2 separate regions of the Mus musculus genome follow, and region 1 is linked to region 2. Evidence: chromatin contacts called from public promoter capture Hi-C data. All regions are on one chromosome and are shown on one strand. The core of a region is the stretch at or near the end of the contact, and the rest is flanking DNA. Distances in the headings are between cores, read along the strand shown.

Region 1 (6,716 bases), core at 2,385-4,884, 360 kb before region 2:
CATGTGTGCTACACTCCTAGCCCAAACTTCCAGTTTTTCTTTTTTTGACTTGTCAAGCCAGGGTTTCTTTAGTTCTGTCTTAGAACTGGACCTGTAGGCCAAGCTGGCCTCAAACTCAGAGATCCACTTGCCTCTGCCCTCTCTAGTGCTCAGATTAAAGTCCTGTGCTACCACCAGCCAGCCCATTTCTCTCCCTCCCCCTCCCATTTTTCTCCCTTTTCTTCCCCCTCCTCCTTTTCCCCCTCCCCCTCCTCCTCCCTTCTCCTCCTCCTCTTCCTGCTCCTCTTTGTATGTGTGTGCAGGCACGTGTGCATATATGGTGGAGGCCAGAGGTGAACTTCACATGTCATTCCTCAGGACTTGTTTTTTAAATATATAATTTTAACTTTGTGCTCATTGGTAGTTTGCTGCTTGTATGTCCATGTAAGGGTGTCAGAAACCCTGTAACTGGAGTCACAGACGGTGTGAGCAGTCATGTGGGTGCTAGGAATTGAACCCAGATCCTCTGGAAGAGCAGCCAGTGTTCATGACCATTGAGCTATCTCTCCAACCCCAACTTACTTTTTATTTTCTTTTGACAAAGTCTCACTATGTAGCTCTGGCTAGAAATTTACTGTGTAGACCAGGTTGACCTCAAACTCACAGAGAGATGCCTGTCTCTGCCTCCTGGGTGCTGCTCTTAAAGGTGTGGACCACCACAACCTGCTCATTTTGGTTTTAAGGCAGGGTCTCTCATTGGCCTGCCTAAGAAGCCCCAGGGATCCTTCTGTCTCCATCCAGTGCTGGAATTACAAGCATTCACTACCACACTCTGTTACAGCAGAGTCCCGACGCAAGTCCTCAAGTTTATAAGCCCTATTCTTTTCTTTACCTGGGCTGAATTTATTTATTTATTTAGGTTTTTCGAGACAGGGTTTCTCTTTATAACCCTGGAACTCAGAAATCTACCTGCCTCTGCTTCCCGAGTGCTGGGATTAAAGGCATGCACCGCCACGCCTGGCTTGGATTTATTTTTATAAATTTTTAATTTATTTATTAGTGTGTGTGTGTGTGTGTGTGTGTGTGTGTGTGTGTGTAATTTGAAAGGGCTGGTTTTCTCCTACTGGAGATGCTAGAGATTAAGCTCAGATTGCCAGCCTTACTTGCTGAGCCATTTTGTTAGCCCTTGGGCTGGCTTTGAACTTCTGAAGTTCTTCTGTCTTCACCTTCCAGGCCTTGGAATTACAGTAATATACAAGTAGCCCGGCATGGTGGCACACATCTTTAATTCCAGCACTTGGGAGGCAGAGACAGGTGGATATCTGTAAATTCAAGGCCAGCCTGGTATAGCAAACTCCAGGCCAAGGCAAGGCAACATAATGAGACCCTGTCTCAAAGAAACAACAACAACAACAAAGAACCCATAAAACAAAGACAAAAAAACAAAACAAAACAAAACAAAAAACAAGAAGAAATGTAGAGGCCTTGCCCTGGAGAAGCCAGGAGAGTTAAACACAGTTTATGTCTAACTGGAATGATGCAGTTTTACAGCCTGGTGATCCTTTGCTGTTTGATGAGACAAGCTCTGCCCGTATCTCCCAGAGTTTATGTTTGTACTTATCCCAGGCCCTTTCCCCTAAATCTCCATCGCATTTAGACCACAAGCTCATTCTTAGGAGGGATGTCACTTGTGTTTCACAACAGCCTAAGTGACAGCTGTGTTCTGTTAGGGCCAGCCTAAGTGTGTGCGCATCCCTCCTGTGAGGCCTGATATTGTACCCTCTACCCCCAAACCCTCTCCTACCTTCCAAAACCTCAATCGGTAGCTTGGGCATGGGGCTGAGCAACAGGCAGGTACATGTCCTCGGTTTACCTGTGGGCCCCATCGGTCCTTTTACCCTGTTGTCCCACTGCATGGATAAGGGCAGAGCTTAGAAAATAAACGCTTGTGGTTATTTACTGAAAGGCAGGGGACAGTTACCTAGTGCAGGGTTGGGGAAGAAGTAGGGGGCTTGCTGGTCTAGTTACCACTGGGGCCAGTGCGGGCCCAGCGTGAGGTGAGATGATGGGCCAGGTAGCGCATAGCTGAACGGATGCCTTCCATAGTCCGTCTCTCCACAGACTCCAGCAGGTGCGTGACAGAGTGCAGGGCTGAGCCAGTTCCAGACATCACCCCAGAGGAGAAAGCTGACCTGGCGCTGCGCAAGAGGCTGGCGACAGTCCGCAGGCGGGGACCCTCGTCTTGTAGCCGGTCAGCTGGAGAGCTGCAGCCCGAGGCCAGAATGCCCACAGCCACACCCATGCGTGTGGCTGTGTCTGACCACACCAGGATGTCTGTGAGGGAGCTGATGGAGCCCTCTCCACAACCCAGCAGGCTGGTCATGGAGCGCATGTAGTCGTTCTCCACATCAGGTCTATACAGATTGGGGTCCAGAAGGTTCCTGCCCAGGGCCACCTGGTAGAAATCTGGAGAGTGGGGTGGGCTGCCACCTGGGGAGCCTGGGTCAGGTGGATCCGGTGGGATACCTGAGTCAGCAGCTGAATCCTCACTGGTCAGCCCTGGCGATCTAGCTTTGCTCCCAGGGTTCAAGGCCTTGAACCCTTCAGCTTCCTGCTTGGCCGAGTTGGTGGTAGGCGTGGGTTCTGGGTCGCGACCACTGGTATCGGAAGGGGGTGGGTCAGCAGCTCCCACCGAAGTCTGGACATGTTCAGGCAGGTTAGATAGCACGTCAGCATTTGGAACTAATACTGGCTGCCCTTCTGGAACATTCGGGTTTCCCAGTGTCTTTTCCTGGGTCTGGGAGTCACTCGGGGAAACCGTCCGGCTCCGACTTGTACGGTTGTTTTCAGCTAGCCTGTCCCACACTGGGTTCTGGAAACCCACAAACACTTGCAGGATACCTGGGTCTTGGGGCAGCAAAGATGTGGTCTCTTCAGGATTGTCCTGGCCCTGATGTGGAATATCTGGGCTCTCATCTTTGACTGCAGAAGTTGCTGTATCTGTGGAGATGGCTGGCTCTACATCTTGCCCTATGGAGGTGTCCATCTGCATGGAGGGCTGATCTTTATTCTGTCCCACAGAAGTGGCAATCTGCAAAGATGCCTGGTCTTCATCCTGTCCCATCAAGGTGGCAGTCTGTATGGAGGCCTGATCTTTATTCTGTCCCACAGAAGTGACAATCTGCAAAAATGCCTGGTCTTCATCTTGTCCCATCAAGGTGGCAGTCTGTATGGAGGCCTGGTCTTTATCCTGCTCAAAAACTGTGTTAATCTGCATGTACGCCTGGTCTACATTTTTCTCCGTGATGGTGGAAATCTGCTTGGAGAGCAGGTCCTCATCTTGTCTCATGAAGGTATCAGTCCGAATGAAGTCCTGCTCTTCATTTTGCTCTGTGGTGATGGCTTTCGCCTCAGAGGTTTGATCTACATCATGTTCAGCTAGCACTTCGTCGATGTCTCCTGGTGGGACGTCATCGGGCAGGGAGTCTGGTCCTTCGGACTCTCCGGGTAAATCTGCAGAGTTTTCATCAGCTGTGTTGTCCGAGGAGGCCTCGGGAAGATCATGTGTAGAACTGCTGCTGGCTTCAGGGTCTTCCAAGGGCTCAGCGGTCATCTATGCCCCCTGCTACTTATGGTGGTTGGGAAGGAGTGGCTTGGCCCTGCTAGGCTCAGTTGTCCAGGTGGTGAGGTCACAGCAGGTTGTGGGCAGCTGATGATGTCACAGGTACTTGTAGAGCAAGGGTCCTGAATGTCCTGAGTCTGCTGAGTGGCTGTCCTGGCGAGCTGACTATAGGTGGTGTTGCATAGCCAGAGTAGTGGGTACAGAGGAAATGAAGAATAACTGTCTTGGTTTAAGATGGAGATACGTAGGTAGGTGCAGATGCAGCCGCAGGGCTGTGAGTGGTTTCGGGAACTGTACTTTGGGGCATGATACAGGAAGGTAATGCTGAGTTTGAATTAGTAGGTTTTAAACTTATTTTGGGGACAGGGGATCAGTGCTCTTGTTATGTAGTTGAGGCTGGTCTCCCACTCTGATCTTCCTGTCTTAGCCTCTCAAGAGCTAGGATTACAGACATTTGTTATACCAGGTTATCCCTCCCACCATCTCTCTATTCTATTGGGCTACTTCAGGACCCCAATTTCTTTCTTTCAGGCCGGTCTTTCTTTGGTAATTTTTCTAGCAATGAGGAGGAATAGTGGAGGCCAGGGCCTGGGCGGCATCTAGGCTGGCTATCCTTAGTGCTAGAGTTAACCTTTTGACACAGGACAATCTACCTGCTCATCTGGGCTGGGAGGGCAGGGCACCACTAATGGGTACAGACTCCAGGGCAATCCTAAGAAGAGCTTGGTCCCCAGATAACCCCACTGTATGAAGAAGGTAGCCGGGGACTGGGTTTGGCTGAGTGTAGCGCACTTGCCCAGCATGCTCTGGTTCCATCCCCAGCATTGGAGTGGATGGTTCTATTTGTGTGTTTGTGCTCACCCTAGTTGCCAGGTTAGGTGTAGTTCCTGCTCCTGGGGATAAGAGGAGATGCAACCATCTGATGATGCCCCTAGGGACCCCAGCATCCCTAGGGAGAACTGGGTCTATGTTTATATCTTCTCTCCTAGGGGCAAGGCTGTGGGTCCATGACTGCCCCACTGCTAGGCACAGCCTCTTGGGGAAGCGGAACGCTGGGAGTTTGACTGCCTTTATTCCATGCCACCGCCACTGTGACTGCTGCCGGGGCTGAGACACCTCCCGGGTGGGAAAAAGCTGGAGTTGGTTCAGGGGTCCCTGGGCCTGCAACGAGGCCTGGGCCGTGGGGTTCTCAGACTCTTAGACATCCGCTGGGAGTTTCAGCAGAGCAGAAAACAGAGTCGGGCTGTGGGCTGGGGACAGTGTCTAGCCTGGGGTGGGGGGAGGGGAAGGGGGAGGAGCTCCGGCTTGTCCCAGGGGGTGATATTGTCCTTAGCTTGGTGGAGGCAGGCTTGGTGGCAGTTGTGGCTGAGAGCACAGAGAGACCTTCTATGGGAGAATTAAGCTGCGGCTCTGTAGTTGAATGCCTTCCCCATGGCTCCCCACTGTGGCTCTTGTTGAAAGAGACAGTCCACAGTTCTAAACAGTTTATTGGCTGTTCATGGTGGAAAATGGATGTGTACTGTATCCACTTCTCCGGGTGGACCTGAGGTTAAATACCTTTTGCAGGGAGGAATGTCTGGGAAGGGAAGCTTATTGGCTAAGTCCTCCAGGCCTCTAGGTACCTCATTAGCATGGAGAACTCAGTTTTGGGGAGGGGGGAAGGAGGGGAGAGGGGAGGGATGGAGGGAGGGAGAGAGAGAGAGAGAGAGAGGGAGAGAGAGAGAGAGAGAGAAAGAGAGAGAGAAGAAATGCAATTATACTCTTGGGCCAGGTGGTGGTGGTGCAAGCTTTTAATCCCAGCACTCCTGAGACAGAGGCAGGTGGCTCTGTGAGTTTGAGGCCAGCCTGGTCTACATAACAAGCTCCGGGACAGCCAAGACTACATAGTAAGAAATTTTCTTTAAAAACAACAAAAGATAATCAATGGTCTGTGGTGGAGGGATGCTGGCCAGTATGGTAACTGACTTACCATGCCTGTAGATGCAACCTAATGGCAGCTCTGGGTCACACTGTAGTAGTTCCATCACAGAACACAGGCTTCCCCCTCTATCCTTCCTGTGTTGTCTCCCATTCTGCCTCTCCTGGTCCCCTGTCCCTGGCTCCTTCTCTGAAGTGATGGCTTAAATTGGGGCTGTTCCTTACAGGCCTACGTATTTGAGCACCCAGTCCTCAGCTTGTAGGGTCGTTCTGAAGTCTGTGGAGCCTGAAGGAAGTGGGGCTTGGCTGGCAGAACTAGGTCCCTGGCACAGGGTCTTTGTAGGTCATGCTTACCCTGGGTTCCAGCCATGCTCTCTCCTTCCTGTTTGCTGTGATGTGAGCAACTGTCACCATGCCACCTGTCATGATACACAGGCGACATGTCTCTAAAGCACCAGCCAGAACAAGCTTACCCTTGAGTTGTTTCTGTCGAGTGTCCTGTCCTCCAGTGTCCCCCTCTTTACCCTCCCTGGACCCTCGGCTTTCCTCAGCTCCCTCCACCTAATTTCCTGAGATAGGCCCCACATCATGGGAACTGAGTGGAACTGTATAAAAAACTCTTCAACGAGATGTGTGTGTGTGTGTGTGTGTGTGTGTGTGTGTGTGATATGATGTGTTGCACACAGGGGTGTGTAACAGTGAGTACACACTTCTTTGTACACACAGAGGCTATAGGAGGATCTGAGGCAGGGTCTCTCCCTGACCCTGGAGCTGTAGCCACAAGCTCCAGGGACTCTCTTGCCTCTTCCTCACTGTGCCAGGACCACACTTGTGCATATGCAGCAGTGCCCTGCTTTTTACTGGGGTGCTGCGGATTCAAACTTAGGTCCTCATCCTTAGCAAGCACTGATACCCACTGAACCACCTCCCCAGCCTCAGGCCTGATTTTATGAGGTGCATTTTATGACCGTCAAACCTAAGACTAGTAGCAACTAGACCACATCTCCTGACTCATTTCATTTCAAATGCTATAAAGATCTATGTGAAAGAAAAGGCTGGGGAGGGGAGTGTAAGTATTTGAGAGAAAGAAAGAAAAGGGGAGAAAGAGAGAGAGAGAGAGAAAGAGAGAAAGGGGCTGGAGGGGATGGCTTAGCAGTTAAGAGCACATGCTGGTTTTCCAGCGCACTGGAGTTTGGTT
Region 2 (7,122 bases), core at 2,238-4,737:
TGGGTTGTTATGACACATTCAGAAAAAGAGAAGGAAAGATAAATGTTAAATTAAATCAATTGACTATTGAAATACTTAATAACTAGTGTGTATAGGTGGGGGGATGTGGTCCAGATGGCAGACCAGAACAGCTGACATGTGGAATGATCTTAAGTAACACAGAACTTAATCCTAAAGACACTTGTTACCTAGCACAGGCAATGTTGCACTGGAATGACTTTTTTTTTTTTTAAACCAGAGGAGATGGATCTTTGGACTTTCCTGTGTAGCTTCAACTGTGACTGGTTTCTTACATGGTTTCCTGGCACAGCCTTCAATGATGAGCATGGCTAAATCAAATATGCTATGTACGCCTACACTAATTTTTCTATATAAAGACAAAACAGAATTCAACTTTGGATAGGTGAAGACCTAAGTGCGGTTTTTTTAAACGTTATTTTATTCTACATGCGAATGTTCTGTCATCATGTATGTATGTGTACTGTGTGTGCTCAGTGCTCACACAGAAGCCAGAAGTGGGCATCTGATCCCCAAGAACTAGAGTTAACTAGAGATAACTGTGAGCCACCACGTGGGTGCTGGGAATCAAACCCAGGTCCTCTGCAAAAGCAACAAGTCCTCTTCACTACTGAGCCATCTCTGTCACTCCTAACCTAAGCGCTTTTTAAAAACTTGCATGAAGTGAAGCTGGAGAGATGCTCAGTGGTTAAGAGCACTGGTTGCTCTTACAGAGGACCAGTGCTCAGATCCCAGCACCCTATGACAGCTCACAACCGCCTATAACTCCAGTTCTGGAGGATCCGATGCCCTCTTTTGACCTCCACAGGTACCAAGCCACACAGGTAGTACACATATATACACAAAGGTAAAAAACACTCACACACATAAAATAAATAAATATAAATAAAAATAAGAGCTTATGTCATTATAGAAACTTAGTAGATACTGTCTTTAATTGTTGACTCAATTAATAGCAATATTTTCATATTATTTATCAATATAGAGGTATGTCCTGGAAATATTACTTAAAAGTTGAAAATGGTCAATCCAGGAGGTCAGAAGAGGATAGATGGTAGAAAACTATTGTTTTAAAGCTTGTCTGTGTTACTTCCTCTATTTGCTAAATCCAATCCACTCAAATTCATGCTTCCTTCTAGTGAATAAGTACTAATAATGTCTTTGTTCCCATTCCCTTTCATAGTCAAATCTCTTGAAAAACCAAAACAAAACAAAATGGTATACACTGACCTCTTAGTCACCATTGCTTTTAGCAAACACATGTGCCCAGTGAGTGAATGAATGAAGACTAGACCCATGACTCTGGCCTTTGTAGTGCTGGGGAGAGATCCTAAGCCCAGGTCCTAAACTAGCTAACTAGAGCTGACTGGAAACAAAGTGTCAAAAAGGAACAGAAGCTAATGTGCTCTATAAACATAAAGGATACCTATAAATGTATACTATGTTATCGTCTCAGTGTTTCAGGGCAGGACCACAAAGCTTGCAGTCCTGACACAGCAAGGAGGGTTGATTTTTCTGTCTATTCCTACCAAGTCCTCTTTCAGTCAGCTCTAAAAACTCAGGGGACTGATGTCTTCATTCAAGGCACACTGTTTAACATCTGCCACACACTCGGCAGTGTCCTTAGAATTATGGAAGCAGGTCTCCTGACCAAAATTCTACTCTGGAGTTCAGTGTAACAGATTAAGACAAGTTAACATGGTCATTACAGAACTGTGATGCCAGTTAGTGTTTCTAATAGAGGGATAAAGTCGAGATGAACACTGGAGATTTACAACACCTCGTGAGAGAAAAGGCTAGAGTAGGAACAGAATGTACAAGAACTCTTAAGTAGGAGAGAGGCCGAACAAAAAGTATAGCATGTTTACGATGTAATGGGAATGAGAAATGCTACACAAAGTTCCCAAAGCAAATTTGGAACTAGAGGAATGAGCTTAGACAAAGTATTGGGGAAAAAAAAAGAAAAGTCTTGAGGCTCATAGCCTAGGCAAGAGACAAAGGTGGCCTGGACCACATTCCAAATGAGGTGGCTATCTCTGCGTCCACCCTAACAGTATTCTATTAAGCACCCACACAACTATGATCAGTGAAGCCACCACTTTGAAGACCAGTGGTAATGGCGGGGCCTAAGCCTATTCTTACAAGTGGCAAAAAATCTAGTATTTTCCTCCAGAGCTAATTGGAAAAAAGAAAAGAAAATGCTTCTTTTGATGGGAACTAAAATTCATTGCAATCATCTGTCTCTATCAGGACAAAAGTCTAACTTCAAGTCCAAACACTTCTTCACGTGTTTAAAAATAACCAGCACAGAGTGTAGTAGTACACTACACATTTTTAATCCTAGTATTTAGGAAGCAGGGGCAGGAGATCTCTGTGAGTTTGAGGTCAGCTTGGTCTACACAGTGAGTTCGAGGACAGCTAGAGCTACACAGTGAGACCCTCCCCACCGTACAGCATACTGTCTACTGAGAACCCGTTTGTTCAAAATCAAATACTTGTAGAACAAGTACAGAATAGGAATAACAACCAAGCAAGGGTACGCAAGCAGCCAGGGCTGAGAAAGCATCGAGACTGGGAACAGCTATACGCAGTTCAAGTCTGTAGTGGGCTTGAAAAATCTCCATGTAGAAGTTCATCTCCCTCCACACCTTCCCATTTCAAAAGCCATTACAAGTATCTACCATACAAGTGTGCGAAACCTGCTTTGCAGTCCTGAGGATCTAAACACACACAGTAAGGTGGCTCTCCAGTCAATGCTGCCTTCACTGAACGAGGTTCTTAGGTGAATACGGTAGCACCAAAAACCCAGCCACCTCAAACCTAATTTCGGACTTCCAGGAGAAGATATCTCATGCACAAGCCAGAAGCACTTAGTGTAGCAGTTAGGCTGCCAGGCCAGGACCTGCTATAAGATGCTTACGATGACACCGGGGCCCATCCCAAACCGAAACACCTGCGGGGAAGGATTGGGGGGTCACTCGACCAAGAAGCGGACAGAGAATAAAGGTCCAGCGACCGCCTAGGAGCCCGGTCTGGTCCTGGAACGGGGGTGTGGCTGGAGAGGGACGGCCGGGTGGCTACCTGGTCCTATTCCTACGAACCCCAGGGGCCTGCAGTGACCTGGCCAGTTTCCCAGCCCTCGATCCCCGAGGTGGGCCTCGGGCAGAGGGGCCTCGCAGGCCGGCGCTCGACCCGGAGGTGCCCAGTCACCCGCCCTGACTCAGCTAAACGCCGGCGCGGCGGCGGCTCCTCACTGGGGCGCCTGCTCCCGGCAGCACTCACCGGCTGAAGTGATCATGGCTGCGCCCTGCACTCGCCGATCCACTCGTCCACAGTCCTGGCCAAGCCCTGGATCTGTCAGCTCAGGGCCCGCTTGCTCTACCGCACCTCCAGGGTCCCGGGTGCGCTGCTCAGTCAGTCCCCTCCACAGGCCGCCGGCTCGCTTCTAGCCGAGGACCCCGCCCGCCCTAGGGCTGCCCGCATCTCCGCCTGAGGCTTGGCTCAAATTCACCGCCACGCTGTGTCTTTTATGCAGCTTCCGCCTCTCGAGATCATGCAACAAGGTAAAAAAACATGTCGTTGTTTTTTATAACTCTCCGTGAAGTCAGAGATCTGGCCGGCTGCGAACGGACATTCATTTCTAGTTGCAATCAGGCTTCAAAATAGACACCCTTGCAAAGAGAGGCCCACTCATCACCCGCCATTGCTAAGAGAATGAGTGTTAGGGGAGGTATAAGCATTGCTCGCAGCGCCACCTAAGGCTATGGAGGTCTCACTGCAATAATGCCCACCAACCCAAGACTACAGGGAAGTATTTTCTTAGAAAAGCGACTGAGGCAGAAGGATCTTGAATTCGAGGCCAGCCTGGGCTATAAAAGATCTGCTATCAAAGTAGGGGAAGGTGGTGGTGGGATAATGCTGGAAAGGCGACTTGGTCGCTTAAGTGGTTGCCATAAAAGCATGAAGACCTGAAGTTGAGTTAGGATTCCCAGTGGCCGGTGTAAACCCAGTGCTGGGGGAGGTGAAGGCAGGTGGATATCTGGGGCTTGCTGGCCGGCCTGTGTAGCCGGTTGGTGAGCTCCTGGTCTAGTAAGAGACTCTTGTTTCCAAAAAATAAAGTGGCTGGGTGTTGTGGTTCACACCTTAATCACAGCACTCAAGAAGCAGAGGAAAAGGCAGGAAGATCTCTGTGGATTTAAGGCCAGCCTGGCCTACAAGTGGGTTCCAGGACAGCCAGAGCTACAAAGTAAGACCTTGAGGAGTGTGGGGGTAGGGAAGGAAGAGTGGGAGAGCAATTGAGGAAGACACCCAATGTCAACCTCCGGCCTACTTGCGTATATGTGTATATATGTGTATATACATATACATGTGTATATGTTTGACACAAACTTGCCTCCATGCCTGTGTCTTTCGTACAGCCTCATCCAGCGAAGGCCCCCCTCCCCCCAAATATGAACATACACAAAAATAGACTGTCCAGGTGTCAAACATGGTGGTACACCCCTTGGGAGGCAATGGTAGGCAGATCTCTGTGAGTTCCAGGCCAGCCTCATCTCCATAGTGAATTCTAGTGAAGGAGGAGTCAATTGTGAGACCCTGTCTTAAAAAGGCTGGGTTGGTGGCAGTTCGGAGAGTTGCCTTTAGTGGTTAAGCTTCCAGAGAACCCAAGTACAATTCTGAGCACCCACATCGAGTAGCTCACAACTACTTGTAACTCCAGCTCCAGGGGGTTTGATGCTCTCTTTTGGCCTCCACAGGTACCTATACTCATGGGCACATAGACACACACAAATAAGTAATAAATACCTCTTTAAAAATAGAAAGCCTGTCTCTAAAATACAAAAACTTCACAGTACTTTATTATGATAATGAATGAACTAGTCTATCATAAATAAACAATGAGAATGGGGTGGGGGATCCTATACAATAGCCCAGGTGGTCTGCAAGCTTTCTTTGTAGCTGGGAGGTCCTGGAACTTCTGATCAAGGTCTGATTGGGGAATGCGGGGGATTACAGGTGTGCACCACAATATCTGTTTTTTGCAGCGCTGACAACTGAACCAGGGTCTCATGCATGCTAGATAAGCAACACTTTAACTGAACTACATCCAGAACCCCCATAAGACTTAAAACTTGACACCTGGAACTGCTAATACTGTACATTTTACGTTTCAAAAGGCAGAAGTCTGGCCGGGTGTGGTCGATCATTCAGAAGGCAGAGGCCAGGGAGCTCTGTGAATTCAAGGTCAGTCTGGTCTATAGTGAATTCCAGGACAGCCAGTGCTATGTAGAGAGACCCTGTCTCAAAAAAACAAAACAACGGGCTGGTGAGATGGCTCAGCTGCTCTTCCGGAAGTCCTGAGTTTAATTTCCAGCAATCGCACATGGTGGCTTACAACCATCTATAAAGGGATCTGATGCCCTCTTCTGGCATGCAGGTGTACATGCAGACAGAACATTCATACATTAAACAAATACATAAATTAAAAACACAGAAATATTAAAAAACAAAGCAAAAACAGAAGTATGTGATAATATATAGGAAAAAAATGTCAAAGGAAGAAACAATGCTGTATATTCTGTTCTCCTCCTAGCAAAAAGTTCCTAATGTATCTTCAGGATTTTGAAATGACAGTTGTGACTTTTACTTACTCTCTTCTTTAACTAAAAAATTATGTATATGGATGATGTATGTGTGTGTCTGTGTGTCCATGTGTCCGTGTGTCTGTGTGTCCGTCTGTCCATGTCCCTGTACCACATGCATGCCTACTGCCCTTGGAAACCAAAAGTGAGCATCAGGTCCCTTGATGGTTGTAAGCCACATGTGGGTGCTGGGAACCAAACCTTAGTCCTTTGGAGAGCAGCCGGTGCTCTTAATCACCGAGTTGTCTCTTTAGTCACTCTCAGGTAGCAGCTTCATCAGTAGACTTACTTCACTAGTCAATGCAGAGAAAATTTTGACAAAGGTTAGTGGTAAACAGTGATCTGTGTATGATGGGGAGTTACCAGGAATCGAATCCAGGGTCATGGTCCGTAATCACTTTAACATCTAGTCTTAGCCCTGGCCAACAGTTCTGTTGAGCCATTAGCTTCTCACCACCAAGCTGTTTGGATAGCAGTGACTGAAACCTATTTCTGTGGCCTTCTCAAAATCTAACATAGTGAAACAAAGCAGTGTTTTGCAGTTGCCAGCAAATTAAAAGTGATTGGTGACATACTTGAGTGTGTGTACTTTTTAATAATTTAGTACTTTGAAATCATACTTGCAAAAGGCAAACTCCTTTAAAGGAGTTGAGCCGATGACTCAAGTTGAAAGGCGCTTACCAAAGAGGAGTGCATAAAAGATAAGCAGATTGAGTGTCTGGGGTACACTTCTACAGAGACACCTTCACATAAAGACCCCTAGGAAGTCACAAGCAAATACCACAAAGTCATACAGGAGTGAAGTGAAGAACCAGCCTGCCTCCATCTTAGGCTTCAAAGCCATCTTATAGTAAAGACAAACTAGGTTCCCTCCTGTTTATGATTAAGCCTGTTTCTCAAGGCTTTGCCCGACTTGTAACCTTAACTACAAATGGTTCTGTGCCACGTTCCTCCTGTATGGCCCTCGACAGGCAATCATGTCTTTGTTTCAACCATCTTGCAACCCTTCCTGTGTTTCAAAAGGTTATAGGACCACCTATGAGTACCTTGTTATGACTAGCTGTTGCTATGACTACCTTGTTATGACTGTTGCTATGACTACCTTGCTCTGCCCACCTTTGTCTTTGTCTGAGGAGGTCATCAGGACTGACTTATTATAATGTTCTGTTCCTGTGACCCCCCCTCCTATTTTGCCCACCAAATCCCCTACCCCTGTGCTGTAGAAAGCCTTGACTTCCCCACATCCAATGCTGACCTCTCAAACCCTGCCTTAGGGGGAGCAAGCCTGTGGACACAAATACAAAGGCTTGCTTTAATTAATTGCTTGCTTTAGTTAATTTGGTCATGATGATTTGGGTCGGTGGTTTTTCTCCTCCCATCCTCTGGATTAACAAAAGCTCTATGAAAAACAACCAACCAGCTCAAAGGCCTTCGATCCAGTTCAGTGGTAGAGCCCTTGTGT

The links. Promoter capture Hi-C pulls out the DNA fragments that hold promoters and counts their contacts.
Region 1: a promoter capture Hi-C map of pre-B cells shows a contact between it and region 2, with 3 times the contacts expected there. The contact joins the promoter of Tex44 here to the promoter of Psmd1 in region 2. A contact is called at or near these places in 7 of 39 promoter capture datasets (the HPC-7 cell line, HPC-7-derived erythroid cells, embryonic stem cells and 3 more), 8 of 484 Hi-C or Micro-C datasets (the Ba/F3 cell line, CD4 T cells, the G1E-ER4 cell line and 4 more) and 6 of 115 datasets of contacts at active chromatin or transcription factors (the HPC-7 cell line, bone marrow-derived macrophages, embryonic stem cells and 2 more).

Annotation. Positions count from the first base shown.
Region 1 is chr1:86,423,247-86,429,962 of GRCm38.p6, reverse strand. It overlaps Tex44 (testis expressed 44), which reads right to left and starts at 3,634. Exons shown (of 1, transcript NM_027966.1): 1 at 1,914-3,634. The coding sequence starts at 3,592. The coding sequence ends at 2,000.
Region 2 is chr1:86,060,984-86,068,105 of GRCm38.p6, reverse strand. It overlaps Psmd1 (proteasome (prosome, macropain) 26S subunit, non-ATPase, 1), which reads right to left and starts at 3,487. Exons shown (of 25, transcript NM_027357.2): 1 at 3,301-3,487. The coding sequence starts at 3,316.